Regions from separate parts of the Sus scrofa genome. Here region 2 is linked to region 1. Evidence: chromatin contacts called from public HiChIP or PLAC-seq data. All regions are on one chromosome and are shown on one strand. Each heading gives the region's core, a stretch centred on a gene start, on an enhancer-like site or on the middle of the called end of the contact. The rest is flanking DNA. Distances are from core to core; before and after follow the strand shown.

Region 1 (6,718 bases), core at 4,067-6,566:
TGGGAGGAAGTTGCTGGAGGGGAGAAAGGGAGAGTTTGCCCTAGCCTTCTGGTGGTACTGGGAACCTCTCACAGACTTACAGCTCTTGCTGCTGTTATGAGGATGGTGGCCCCAAGTTCTTTCATAAGCCTGCTTCTCTGACTGACTTGTGGGAACTGGAATATATGTGGCCAGATGCTTCTTGGAAGTGAATTAGCCACTTCAGGAGCCCCTATGACTAAGACAGTAGTGCAGGAAGTTCCCATGTTTCACAGAAGGTTAAGGATCCAGTGTTGTCCATTAGTGGGGGGAAAAAAAAAGGCAGAACAGTAGTGGAATGAAGAGACTGCTCTCGAGGCCACTTAGATCACATTCAGGTCTTCTGCTCGCCCCTCACTCCACTTAAAGGCAAGACCCAGGTAAGTGCAGCGATGTATAGGACCCAGACTCTAGGCTCTTAGCTGTTCCTCCTTATTTGGAGCCAACGAAGGTAAGTGGAGACTCGATGGACAGTGACGGTGGCACTAACCAGCTGCACGTCTCACTGCCTCCAGAACCTGGACTACAGTCCTCGGTGACCAACCACGCTTAAATTCATAGGGTTTTTTTTAGCTGAAGTGTATGAATCTAAATTCCTCATCACCTGTGCTGATGGTCAGGCAGATGTCTTGTTAGAGGTAGTCATTAAAGTGCCCGTACTCGGCCTTGTTGTGTGTGGACCTAATCTTTCAAGCTTTGTTTGAGCTGAGAAGCTGCCTCAGCAGACTCCTCTTTCCCTTTTGCTTCATCGTCATCTCCTAGGTCCTCTATTTCCAAGAAGTTTTCTGTGACTCGTGTAGAAAGCGTGGGGGCCCCATTTTGTCCTCTAGCTTTTGTTTGTCTCCCAGTAGAACCACAGGTATGTGTTTCCCCTTCTGTGATAATATGTTTTGACTTTATAAAAATGGACAGTTCCCGGAGTTCCTGCTGTCACTCAGGAGGTTACAAACCCAACTAGTATCCATGAGGATGCGGGTTCAATCCATGGTCTCACTCAGTGGGTTAAGGATCTGCCTTTGCCGTGAGCTGTGGGGAAGGTCACAGATGAGGCTTGGATCCAGCGTGGCTGTGGCTGTGGCTGTGGCGTAGGCCTGAGCTGAAGCTCTGATTCCACCCCTAGCCTGAGAACTTCCGTAAGCTGTGGCACAGCCATGAAAAACAGACAAAACGAAAGAAAAATTAAATTTAAAAAAAAAAAAAAAACCAGCCAACCAAACAAAAAACCATTGTAGATAATTTCCTTCATCTAGCCTAGGGTTCTGCATTTCATTTGTGCTTTATTATTTTGTTCTTGCTATGTTGGCTTTGTAGCTCTTTGTGATGGGTTAAGAAATGGTAGCTTTTCCATTCAACTGAATTGTAAACACCTGCAGTTTAGGTACTTAGTTAATATCTTTGGAGCATCCGCATGGATCAGTACTGATTTCTCTGCCTCATAGATAAAAATCACAACACCTTAAGGAGTGTGCTGATGGAGATGTCCTATGCGCTGAATGATGCTGGAGAGCGAGTCTGCTCCTGCCATCCTGTACAAACATTCCTTGGGGGACCCACTTGCAAACTATTGACCAAAAGTGCCATTTTCCAAAACCCAGAAAATGATGGCAGCATCCTAGTGTGTACTGGGGATGAAGCATCAAATTCTGCACTGGTGAGTAGCCTGTCAGATTTTTATACTGAAGCATGTGTGAAGCAGAAGGCCAAAGTGCTGCTCCACAAGTGCACTGACCTTCATACATGTGTATGTGTGCTTGCTTAGTTTGCTACGTAAGTCACACTTTACAAACTACTCTATAGTTTGCTCTTTTTCCATGTAAGTTCCTATTTTGGATACCTTTCTATACCAGCATCTGTAGATTGACCTCATTCTTTTCATACAGTCTCTAAGGGGCCATAGTGCGAACCTTTAAAAAAAATAGGTGGGGGAGTTCTCTTCGTGCCTCAGCAGTTAAACAATCCGACTGGTATCCATGAGGATGTGGGTTCAATCCCTGGCCTCGCTCAGTGGGTTCAGGATCCGGCGTTGACATGAGCTGTGGTGTAGGTCGCAGATGCAGCTTAGAGCTGTGGTGTAGGTCGCAGATGCAGCTTAGAGTCCGAGTTTCTGTGGCTGTCGCATAGGCTGGCAGCTGTAACTCCAATTAGACCCCCTAGCCTAGGAACTTCCATATGCCATGGACTTGGCACTAAAAAAAAAAAAAAAAAGAGGGGGGACTACTGAAACCTAAAATAATTGATCAGCTGTCAGTGTCATCAGGGTGACAGTAACAGATGAAATGTTGATGGGGAGTTTTACAGTATAGGAGTCAGCCTGTCACCACGTTGATCAACCTTTGCACCTCTGTGAGTGGGTTAACCAGAAATAATTTGCTTCTTGATAATAAGGTAAAAAGACGCGCATGGTGCCTTCTATGTGGTGTCCTTGAACCCACAGAGCAGCATTTGTCCACTTAATCACACTGGTCATGTGAGCACTTAATGTGGTTAATTTTTAAGTTTTTGTGTAATTTTTTGTTTTTTGGCTTTTGCTCTTGGCTTTTTAGGGCTGCACCCATAGGTTCCCAGGCTAGGGATCAAATTGGAGCTGTAGCTGCTGGCTTACACCACAGCCATAGCAACACGGGATCCGAGTCGAATCTGCGACCTACGCCACAGCTCACGGTAACACCGGATCCTTAACCCACTGAGCAAAGCCAGGAATCGAACCCTCGTCCTCATGGTTCCTAGTCAGATTCGTTAACCACTGCGCCACGACGGGAACTCTGAAAACACCAGTTTTAGAATATAGATTCCGGGAGTTCCCGTCGTGGCGCAGTGGTTAATGAATCCGACTAGGAACCATGAGGTTGCAGGTTCGATCCCTACCCTTGCTCAGTGGGTTAACGATCCGGCGTTGCCGTGAGCTGTAGTGTAGGTCACAGACACGGCTCGGATCCCACATTGCTGTGGCTGTGGCGTAGGCTGGTGGCTACAGCTCCGATTCAACCCCTAGCCTGGGAATCTCCATGTGCCGCGGGAGCGGCCCAAGAAATGGCAAAAAGACAAAAAAAAAAAAAAAAAAAAAAGAATATAGATTCCGTAAGGGCAGAGACAGGGACTTCTTTTGTCTTCTCTACCTAGAAGTTTTTGGCACATAGTTTGAAGTAGTAAGCTTGGTCTTCAGATGCACTCTCAGGAGATTAATTGCCGATTACATTGGGTGAGGCCTGTGTTAGGTGTGCTGGGTTCGTGCAACCACGTGAAGGTTAAGGACAGTCTGTTTTGCTGCCCAGGCGGTGCTGTCTCTGTAGCACGTTCAAAGTGACGTGACGATAGAGAAGGCAAGTTCCCAAGCTGAAGCGAATGACTTCCTGACCTTTGTCTCTGCTTGTCTTGTCTAGCTGTGGGATGCTGGCAGTGGCTCGCTGCTGCAGGATCTGCAGGCCCATCAGCCGGTCATGGACATCTGCCCGTTTGAGGTGAACCATAACAGCTACCTGGCTACCTTGACAGAGAAGATGGTCCACATCTATAAGTGGGAGTGACCATGGCCTTGAAACCTGTTGGGCATGTTGCTGGTTAATGTTAAATGTTGTTTCCTGGCACCTCGAAGCCCTGATCAAGTTCTGTGCTGATTGTGGCCTAGAACTTTTGCAATCATGGCTACTTAGGGTTAGTATGATTCTAAGACTCCAGGTCACCAAGACACTACAGATTGTGTATTTCCAGTGTCCATCAGAAGAGTGACTGGTACTCCATCAACATTATCCATTTCTTGGGTTAAAAGCCTTCATTAAACTTTGTTGAGAATCTATATTTTTTATTCAGACTTTCTGCTGGACCTCAGAGGGTATCCTTCCAGCAGGCATTTAGGATATGAGTGTGCACCAAGCATTTCCAGAGGATGTGACAGCCCTCTAGAGTGGTCTTATCACTTGAGCTCTAAGACTTGGGAATGTTTAGTCCCTGGAGGGACTAACCAACCATCTTGATGCAGCGTGGACACAGAAGAGTCTTCATGTGAACACAAGAGGGCGCTGAAGTACCTTGGGACAGATTTGATCTATTTCCGACCTTAGCGGCTGAAAACCTTTTAGTGTAACTTGGTCCCATCCCAGGTGTGTGGTAGAGCGCATCCAGTCTGCTTCGTGGCAGGAACAGTTATGTTCCAGGTGTGCCATGCTGGGATATGGGCACACTCAGTGATGAAGGTGGCTGGCGGACCCATTCCTAATGCCGAGTCTACCCAGTTCATCACACTGTGGCAATCAAGGAAAGAGACCCCTTGTTTGAGCACTAGAGAAGCCTCGCTTTTTTTCTAACCAGCTTAGGATCTCAGGATTGGTTTTATATAAGCCAGTGCTTTGAAGGCCACTCTTTTCCCCTCTCGCTAAGAAGAGATAAGCCATATGTCAGAGCTCTCGAGGCTCTCCTAGGATGAGATGTCAGGAGCAAGGAGCCATAACCAAGAGAGGCTGACGAAAGAGAAGCTGCTCAAACTGCTGTTGACAGCAGGAGAAGGGCGTGTTTGTCTCTTCCGTTAGCGTTTCTGAATAAAGCCAGCCCCCTGGAATGAGGGGCCATTCTTGAGCATGTCTGGGACTCCCCCGTTAAAGCCTTCCCCCAGGTGAAACTGATGTTGGATTCCGAGTTCCTCTGATTTGCCTGCCTTCCTAACTTTTTTTAAAAGGGTTCCTGGTATCATAGTTATTCTCAGGACGATATTAGTGGTGGATTTACAGGGAGATGCTCAACCATCATTCATTCTAGTCCTGGATTGTCCAGCTTTCTCTCTAATAGAGGGTTTAGTTTATATCTGTTTGCTTTGCCAAAGGCTACTGTGTTAAACTGCTGTCCCCAACAGAACATGTCTCAAGGCGTGCTCCTTGTTCTTGGGAGCAGGATGGCGAATAGTGTGATTTTCTTAAATAACTGTTGTAGAAATGTGGTTTTTATTTTAAAACAGTTCTGACCTGTCGGTTCCTGAGCTGTTTCCAGCATTTCTCCTGGCTATTGCAGTAGATTTCCCAGAGTTCCACCTTTTAGTTGTGCTTTTTTAAGAGTGGCCTCCTTCTATTTAAGGACCTCTTTCAAAAAGCCGGTTTCCAAGGCTTAGGAAAGAGTCCGCTTTCTCAGAGGAGGTATTCCCTTTGATATGTTGATGATTGAGAATGCCAGGGCATAGAGCTTCCGGTGGCAGGAAAAGATTTGAATTAAAAAGCAGAACTCTTGTGGTTTCTGCCACTGATCAGAGAGGATGCGAGTGCTCTGGTTCTGGCCGCCTTTGTCTTGGGCAGGAGCAGAAACCAGGGCAGGGCTGGGATTTGACTAATGTTGCAGTTACACTCAGCGGAGGCCAGTTCATTCCTCCCCAGCATAGGAACCAAGGGACTGGTATTACTAGAGGAGTTGAAAGAATCTCATGTCCTACCAATCTTTGCATTCCTCTAGTAAATTTAGATGTTTTAGAAACAAATTCTTGTGACGGACTGATTTCTCCAAAGGAAAAAACTTCACCCCTGGCCCTGCTCCCCTCTGCCTGGCAGCAGAGGTTACAGCTGAGACCAGGCTCTGCCCCACCCCGTTCCCTCTCCCTGTCTCTGAGCTCGTTCCCTATTTGGGGGTTTGGAGTTAAAGCAACCTCAAAATATGTTCTTACTGTATATATCCTGAACCTGCTTTGAAAACCAGTGTGTCTTTGTTTAAGTTCTATATTTTATGTTTGTGTTTTACTCTTTAATGTTAATATGAATAAAACATTTACCATGTGTACCAGCTCTTGAGGTCTTTTGTCTTTTTGACCGCTAGAGGCAGGATCGTGTCTCCCTTTGGAGGAGGGTTGCAGTTGCAGCCCAGTAGGTCTTCATTCATTTCGTATAGTCAGATCCAGGATGGGCCCTGGACCTGAAGTGAAAATCTTGTTTAAATTGATGAGGTAGTTGAGGCTGTTGTTGGACATTCTCTTTTACTGTTGCTACGGAGACGGTCTGTGTTTGCCTGTTAAGAACTTCCCTACACTGGTCATTTGTTTACTCTCGGATCCAGAGGTCTAAATGCTGCAACTGCATCTCCCAGACTCTGCCTGCTGGCTTCCTATGAGTCGAATCCAGAAGACTATAATATGGGAAGAGGAGAGAACTCACCCTTTTCTTTTTCTTTTATATATATATATTTATTTATAAATACATATTTATTTATTTATTTATTTTTGCTTTTTAGGGCTGCACCTGCAGCCTATGGAAGTTCCCAGGCTAGGGGCAAATTGGAGCTACAGCTGCCGGCCACAGCCACAGCAACATGAGATCCAAGCCACGTCTGCTCATGGCAACATCAGATCCTTAACCCACTGAGCAAGGCCAGGAATCAAATCGCCTCCTCACGGATGCTAGTTGGGCTTGTTAAATGCTGAGTCATGAAGGGAACTCCACCCTTTTCTTTCTATTAGTCTTTGGCAGCTTTTCTGAGGGTGGTGGCAGCACTGGGCAAATGTGGGCTCCTGGGTTTGTGCTCAGCACAGTTCTGGCCACTTGCTCAGCTTCTTTTTCTGTTGAGTTCAGGGATCCCTTTTGCCATAAATAATGGGGTTCTGGGATTAGACTGGAAAGGCTGAAAATGTTTTCTAGCCAAACAGCAAGTGGAATTTAATAGATTACAGGAGGACTAAATCCATAGGTATAAATAAGCTTAACATTGTCAGGGAGCCTGACAGAAAAGGATAAAG
Region 2 (5,987 bases), core at 1,903-4,402, 170 kb after region 1:
CCTCCTCCTCGACCATTTGTGCAGCAGCTGGCCGCTTTGGGTATTGCCTTTGTTGGCAGACTTGGGTTTACCTGCCCATAGACAAGTCTCATACCGATGGAACCACCAGTACTTCCAGAACCAACTCACCTGACCTGCAACTCAAATGATTTTTTTTTCTTTTTTTTTTTAAAAAAAAAACAAAAAACAAAAAAAAGAGAAAATTTTTAAAGAAAGAAAAAAATGTATATAGTAACACATCTCTTCCGGGCTTGATTTGAGCAGTGGGGTTGTTTCTTCTGTGTGACGGTGTACAGTGAAGGCGGGACTTGGGGGGAGCACGCCTCCCAGTGCGCTGTAACTGGGCTGTCTGGCTTGTTTCTCAGAAGCACCGTTGGCCCACGTTGGGGCCATGGACTTCACTGATGAGTGGGAAATGACTAACCAGCCCGCTTCAGGGCTTGTTTTCTTCTGCTGCCACCCTAGTAGAGCCACTGCTGGTCAAGACCCCAAGGCCATGGGTGTTTCTGTGACCGCCTCACCTCAGTGAAGTAGAGTAGGCGCTTCTCTAGGCCACGGGCAGGAGGGTTGGAGAGGGGATCCGAGTGTGCGAAGCCGATCAGTCCACTGATCTGCACTGGAGGCTGGATCCCGAGGCCCAAGGCAGCTGGATCCCAGCAACCTTCCTCCTCCAGGCCAGTGAGGACTCAGCCGTGTTCAGACGGACTCTGCCGGGGTGGCAGTTCCTCCAGAAGTCCTGCGCTTCTCTGGGAAGCCGTGGCTGTGGGAGAGGGAGCAGAGGGCAGGAAGGAGGAGCAGGGGTTCGACTCACTTTGCTTTATTTTTCAGGCCACAATGCAGGTCAGAGACAATGGCTTATAAAGATTTAGCTTGGGCTCGGGGTGTGACTGGCAGTCCAGCCTGACCTTTCTGCAGGCTCAAGGCCACCTTCCCAGACAAGCTTCCTTATGCCTCCTAAGTGGAGAGGGTGTGGAGAGTTACTGCATTAAAAGATGGGGGCTTTTCTCCACTTTTTCTGTCTCCCCATTTGCGGCATACACCCCCTGTCGTAGGCGTTTGGTGACTCGTCAGTCTTGCCTGAGGCTGAGCTTTGTGGAAGCACTGTTCCTGGCTGTCTTCCCCCACCCTCCTCAGCGTAGAGATGACAGGTTCGGGGTGTAACAGGGAGGAGGCAGGCATCACGGTCCAGCCTCGCGCGCCTTGGCTGCACAAGAGGGCGGCGTGTACAGTTGGAGATATATTTATATAATATATATTTTATTAACCTGTTAGACGTCCACAAAGTATTATAAATCACGTGCCTAAAACTGTCCACATAGCCCACGCGCGCTTCCCCGCCCTGCCCCCGCCTCTGTCCACACGTGCTGCGCGACCTTCCCACGTCTGTCTTCCCTGAAAGCGGGTCCGTTGATCCAAAGGACTCCTTGTCTAACCTGACTGACATATATTTGAATACTGTGGTTTCCTTTTTCTTTCTTCTTCCTTTTCACTACCCTTCCCAGAGGCAGTGGGTTCCAAAAGCCAGCTGCACACCCCGCCTAGGATACTGTAAGTCACCAAGGGGAGCGTCAAAGCTGCTCGGTCCCTTCAGTCCTGCTCTTAGGGTCTTCTTGATTCTCAGCAGCTGCCCTGGGACTCTTCAGTCTCATAAAACTTGAAACTCTTGGAGTCTGAACAACACCCCCGGCTACCGCACTGCCGGACTGAACTGAGCCGGCCCAGGTAGTTCACCTCCAGGGTTCCCGCTGGGCTCGAGGGCCTAGGATCGAGGGGTCGGGATGTCATCTGTACACAGGTCCCCACTGACGCGTGTGATGCGGTTTCCAGGATAGAGTACGTGTTCCCCATTTGCTGAGAGCGGGGGTACCATTCTCCTCCTCCGCAGTCTCCCCCCAGTACATGTAAAACACCTCTGTGGTTTAAGATGTCTTGATGCTTTTGTTCTTTCTGAGCTGAGAGATGATCTCAATTGTCTGAAGCAGATCTGGAAGTTTGAAAAGGAGTTTGATTCTTGAAATATTTGTCACCTTTCGAAAGGATCCAAATAGATAGAAGGGATAATGCTGCTGCTGTCTTTGCTCATTGCTAGAAAGCATTTCACCACGCTACTTGGAATAGTTTCACATGACCCATTCTTGAGAGTCCCCGGGAGTGTCCTGAGCAGTTGCCTACGTCCAAGGGGCCCAGCACCATCTGAACCTGCAGCCCGCCAGTCCCCCTTCTGACCGCATTTGGTGTAACAGCACAGGTTCTGGGACACCTCTGGTTACTGGCCTCATAGGTCCTCTTGGGTAAGTTATCTAGTCGAGAACTAATCAAGAAGAAACCATGGCTTTAGTGGAGGAGCTGGTGATGGGCCTCGTTCTTTATCTCCTCTCCTGGTGTCTAGCCCATGATAGTAACAGAAGCAGCGGGTGGGGTTTTTGGCCTGGGCCAAGGCTCTAAGCACTTGCTGAAGATGACAGCAGCCAGGAAACTCATTAGGCCTTGTCATTTCACTCCAGTGTCTCAGGAACTCAGATTTAGTGTCTCCACAATACTCCAGAGGTGCCAGGAAGTCAGAAATGTAGGCAGAATGTCAAGAGCAAGGCTGACTGCTCCCTCTAACGGAGCTTCTCACACAGACGGCAGGCTCGGGGAGGGAGACCTTAACCCTAGTGCCTCCCTGGCCGCTGTTCTTGCCGCTGTCCCAAGAGAAGTCTGCCGGCGAGGTGCGCCAGGATGGGAGGCAAGCACAGGAGCAGGAAGCACTCCAGCAGGAAGGCCCCCCCTCTCAGCATTCCCTCAAACTCTGGTACCACTACCAGGCCCGGTTCTGTGGCTGCCGGCAGCTTGCCCTGAGCCAGTGCATCCGTGGAAGCGAGGGGAATTCTGGTTTTGAGTGAGAAGGTGTGGACTGGTATTTGTGGCAGGTCTTTGGCTGGCTCACCTCATGCACTTCCTCTTCTCAGGGATGCTAAGAGAGGGAGGGAGAGTCTCCTTTCCTAGGTGAGACAGAAGGTTGCCATCGGATTTTACTTGTTCCGTTTTCCTAAGGTCAGGTAGTTAGAGAATCCAGAGATAAAAGGTCATGGCACCCGTCTAGGTTTTAGCAGGCAGAGTGCCGACTTGCTTCCACCTCCCAGGGCAAGACTCCCTCTCTTTGTGTGTGACTTCTGCACCACTTCCAGGCTCCCATCCCCACTAATGTGAGTCACCCGGGAAAGGGGTCGTGGCTTTCTGGGCTTCCTTTCTTAGCTGGTCTCAAGTTCCTCAGAGAAAAGGCCTTGGCTTCCCATTTCTTCCCCTCCCCTCCCCCACCACAAAGCAAACATTCTCTGCATGTCACTTGCTCTGAGCAGGCAGATACAGAGAGGGAGCCTGGAGTGGAGCCCCTTGGAAGCCAGCCAACAGAGCCTGACACATTCAAACTATATGTCAGCCATAGAACAAAAAGAATATGGCGTTTTGAATCATGTGCATTTTCGTATACTTACTTATATCTCAGATTCTTAGGAATTTGAAAAACTTCAGACTCCTTTTATTTATTCTCATCATTTGGAAAACCCCTAAGTAGTTTTTTAAATGCAGGATTGGGAGTTCCCGTCGTGGCTTAACGGTTAATGAATCTGACTGGCATCCATGAGGACGCAAGTTCCATCCCTGGCCTTGCTCAGTGGGTTAAGGATCCGGCGTTGCCATGAGCTGTGATGTAGGTTGCAGACACGGCTCGGATCCTGCGTTGCTGTGGCTCTGGTGTAGGCAGGCAGCTACAGCTCCGATTCGACCTCTAGCCTGGGAACCTCCATATGCCTTGGGTGCGGCCCTAAAAAGCCAAGGAAAAAAAAAAAAAAAGCAGGATTCCAGTGCTCTGAGTTCCCCCCAAGCCTTTAGAGACTCTCCATTCCTGAATCACCTCTTCCCCAGTGGTCTTCAGTTCCCCAAGGGCGTAGGGCCAGAGCCCGTGTTCTGGTCTCTCTCCCCGCTTCCCCTCATTCTCCCTCTCTGTCTCTGACTCTGTCTCCTCCTTCCCCTGCCTCTCTCATTCTTTTTCTCTCTCACTTGCCTTTGCTTTGTCTTCTCTCCAGCTGCACTCCTCTCGGTCCTCCTCTGCACTAGGACAGGGTCACATGTCAAGGCAATCGTGTTTGAAGCCGAATCCCCTTTCCTGCCCAGACCTCAGACAAAAGATAAGTCATGAGCAAACCCAGACTGACCTTCCGGGGTGACACGCTCCCCCAGACCATCTGGTGAGATCGCAGTGGAGACCCAGGGACTGTCGCTGGAGCACAGAGAGAGCACTGTCTTCTCAGGCTGGTGGTGAGGGAAGCCCACGGTGATTTCCTCTCCTTCCCCATCCCCAGGACCCGCCACGACACACAGGTAGGGATGTCGGGAGGCAGGTAGGGATAGCGGGAGACACGCAGTGGGCGAGTCTCCCTGGGCCAGGACAAAGCTGAGATAGTGCCTCTATATTCTGTTTTGCCTTCCGCCCAACACTGACACCTGGACCCCGTAGCCCAGCAGGCCCTGCACCACACATGCTAGATGAACATGTGAACAGCTCCCCCGGTCAGACTGCAGTGCACTGGATGGCACGGCCGACACGAGGGCTGGCAGCCCGAGGCGTCCTGCGTGGCTTCTCCCAGCGCAGTGTTCCCAGGTCAATCCAAGCAGGAAAACAGACTATACAGCAAATGCTGTGTGAGATCTTAGGCCTTTACTTTTATGTTTTTGTTTTTGTTTTTAGAGAAAGAAGGAGAAAAAGAAAAGTAAAATTAACACGCCTCTTTTGTAAATGGTTTTCCTTTCTGTGTATAAAATCCCTGCAGTTCCTTGTTTTTACATGTTCATGCTGTGTAATTTTGAGATGTTACTGAGATTCTGAACATAATGTGCATTTTTTTCTGTACAGATGAAATGGGAGACTTTAATAAAGAGTTTGCAGGTTTTTACTTGTTAAATCTTCTCTGTGCTGACTGGGAGGACCGTCCACCCCCCTGCTCTGCTGGTAGAAGTCTCCTGAGCTGTGAGCCCTGACGGTGAACTTGGCACTGATGTTCAAAACGTAACTGCTAGAATGTCTGTGTTCTTGGCTACTTAGGTCAAGCAGAGTAGGGCTACAGGCCTTTTAGAGGAGAGCGGGAAGCCAGATCTGGAGTTTTTCTGACTCTCAGGCTGATGCGTCCAGAATTACTCATTCTAACTGATGTGTTTAAGCCATGTCATGAGTCTCCTTCCTGTGGGAGCACGTATCTGGAACTTCTTACAGATGTGACGCATGAGCAGCACCGTGTCTCTGGTGGCCCACCTTCTCATTCAGGCCCGGAACTAGGCCGCGTTTATTTTCCAGGCCCTGCTCTGTCCCATAGTCAGTGCTTGCTTCCCCATTCCAACAGCCCAGTCCAGAGGTCATGACACTCCTCCCATGTCTTTTCTTCTCCCTTCCCTCAGCTAAACTAATTTGCATCAGGGCATTAAAAAGTGACAGTTTAGGAGTTCCTGTTGTGGATCAGCGGTTAACAAATCTGACTAGCATCCTTCAGGGTGCAGGTTCAATCCCTGGCCTCTCTCAGTGGGTTAAGGATCCAGCATTGCCGTGAGCTGTGGTGTAGGTTGCAGACGAGGCTCGGGTCCCGCGTTGCTGTGGCTCTGGTGCCGGCCGGTGGCTACAGCTCCGATTCGACCCCTAGCCTGGGAACCTCCATATACCGCGGGAGCAGCCCAAGAAAATGGCAAAAAAAGACAAAAAAATAAAAAAATAATTAAAAAAAATAAAATGTAATACAATGAACTTATTTACAAAACAGAAAGAGACTCAGATTTCAAAATCAAATTTATGGTTACATGTGGAATACACAGGGGAAAGGATAAATCAGAAGTTTAGGATTAACACATACACACTAATATACATACATCATAGATAATCATAGAGTCTGCAGACCCCCAGACAGGCCACCCCTGCGAGCTTTTAGCTTTATTGCTGGGTTTCCACCTCCGTTGCCCAA

Evidence for each region. HiChIP or PLAC-seq counts read pairs in DNA pulled down with a chosen protein or histone mark.
Region 2: an H3K27ac HiChIP or PLAC-seq map of alveolar macrophages shows a contact between it and region 1. The contact joins two enhancer-like sites. A contact is called at or near these places in 11 of 47 Hi-C or Micro-C datasets (adipose tissue, blood, embryonic fibroblasts and 6 more) and 1 of 2 datasets of contacts at active chromatin or transcription factors (alveolar macrophages).

Annotation. Positions count from the first base shown.
Region 1 is chr6:12,988,280-12,994,997 of Sscrofa11.1, forward strand. RFWD3 (E3 ubiquitin-protein ligase RFWD3) reads left to right here. Exons shown (of 13, transcript XM_003481788.4): 12 at 1,458-1,669; 13 at 3,399-5,773. The coding sequence ends at 3,542. Among named protein-coding and RNA genes, the nearest start is that of GLG1, 20 kb to the right of the region's middle. Within about 2 kb of position 5,317, at least 14 of the 83 cell types and tissues checked have an H3K27ac peak or open chromatin away from gene starts, as enhancers often do. A contact at or near this core is called in adipose tissue and alveolar macrophages, where this site is marked.
Region 2 is chr6:13,160,554-13,166,540 of Sscrofa11.1, forward strand. GLG1 (Golgi apparatus protein 1) reads left to right here. Exons shown (of 27, transcript XM_005664351.3): 27 at 1-4,934. Among named protein-coding and RNA genes, the nearest start is that of PDPR, 24 kb to the right of the region's middle. Within about 2 kb of position 3,153, at least 13 of the 83 cell types and tissues checked have an H3K27ac peak or open chromatin away from gene starts, as enhancers often do. A contact at or near this core is called in adipose tissue and alveolar macrophages, where this site is marked.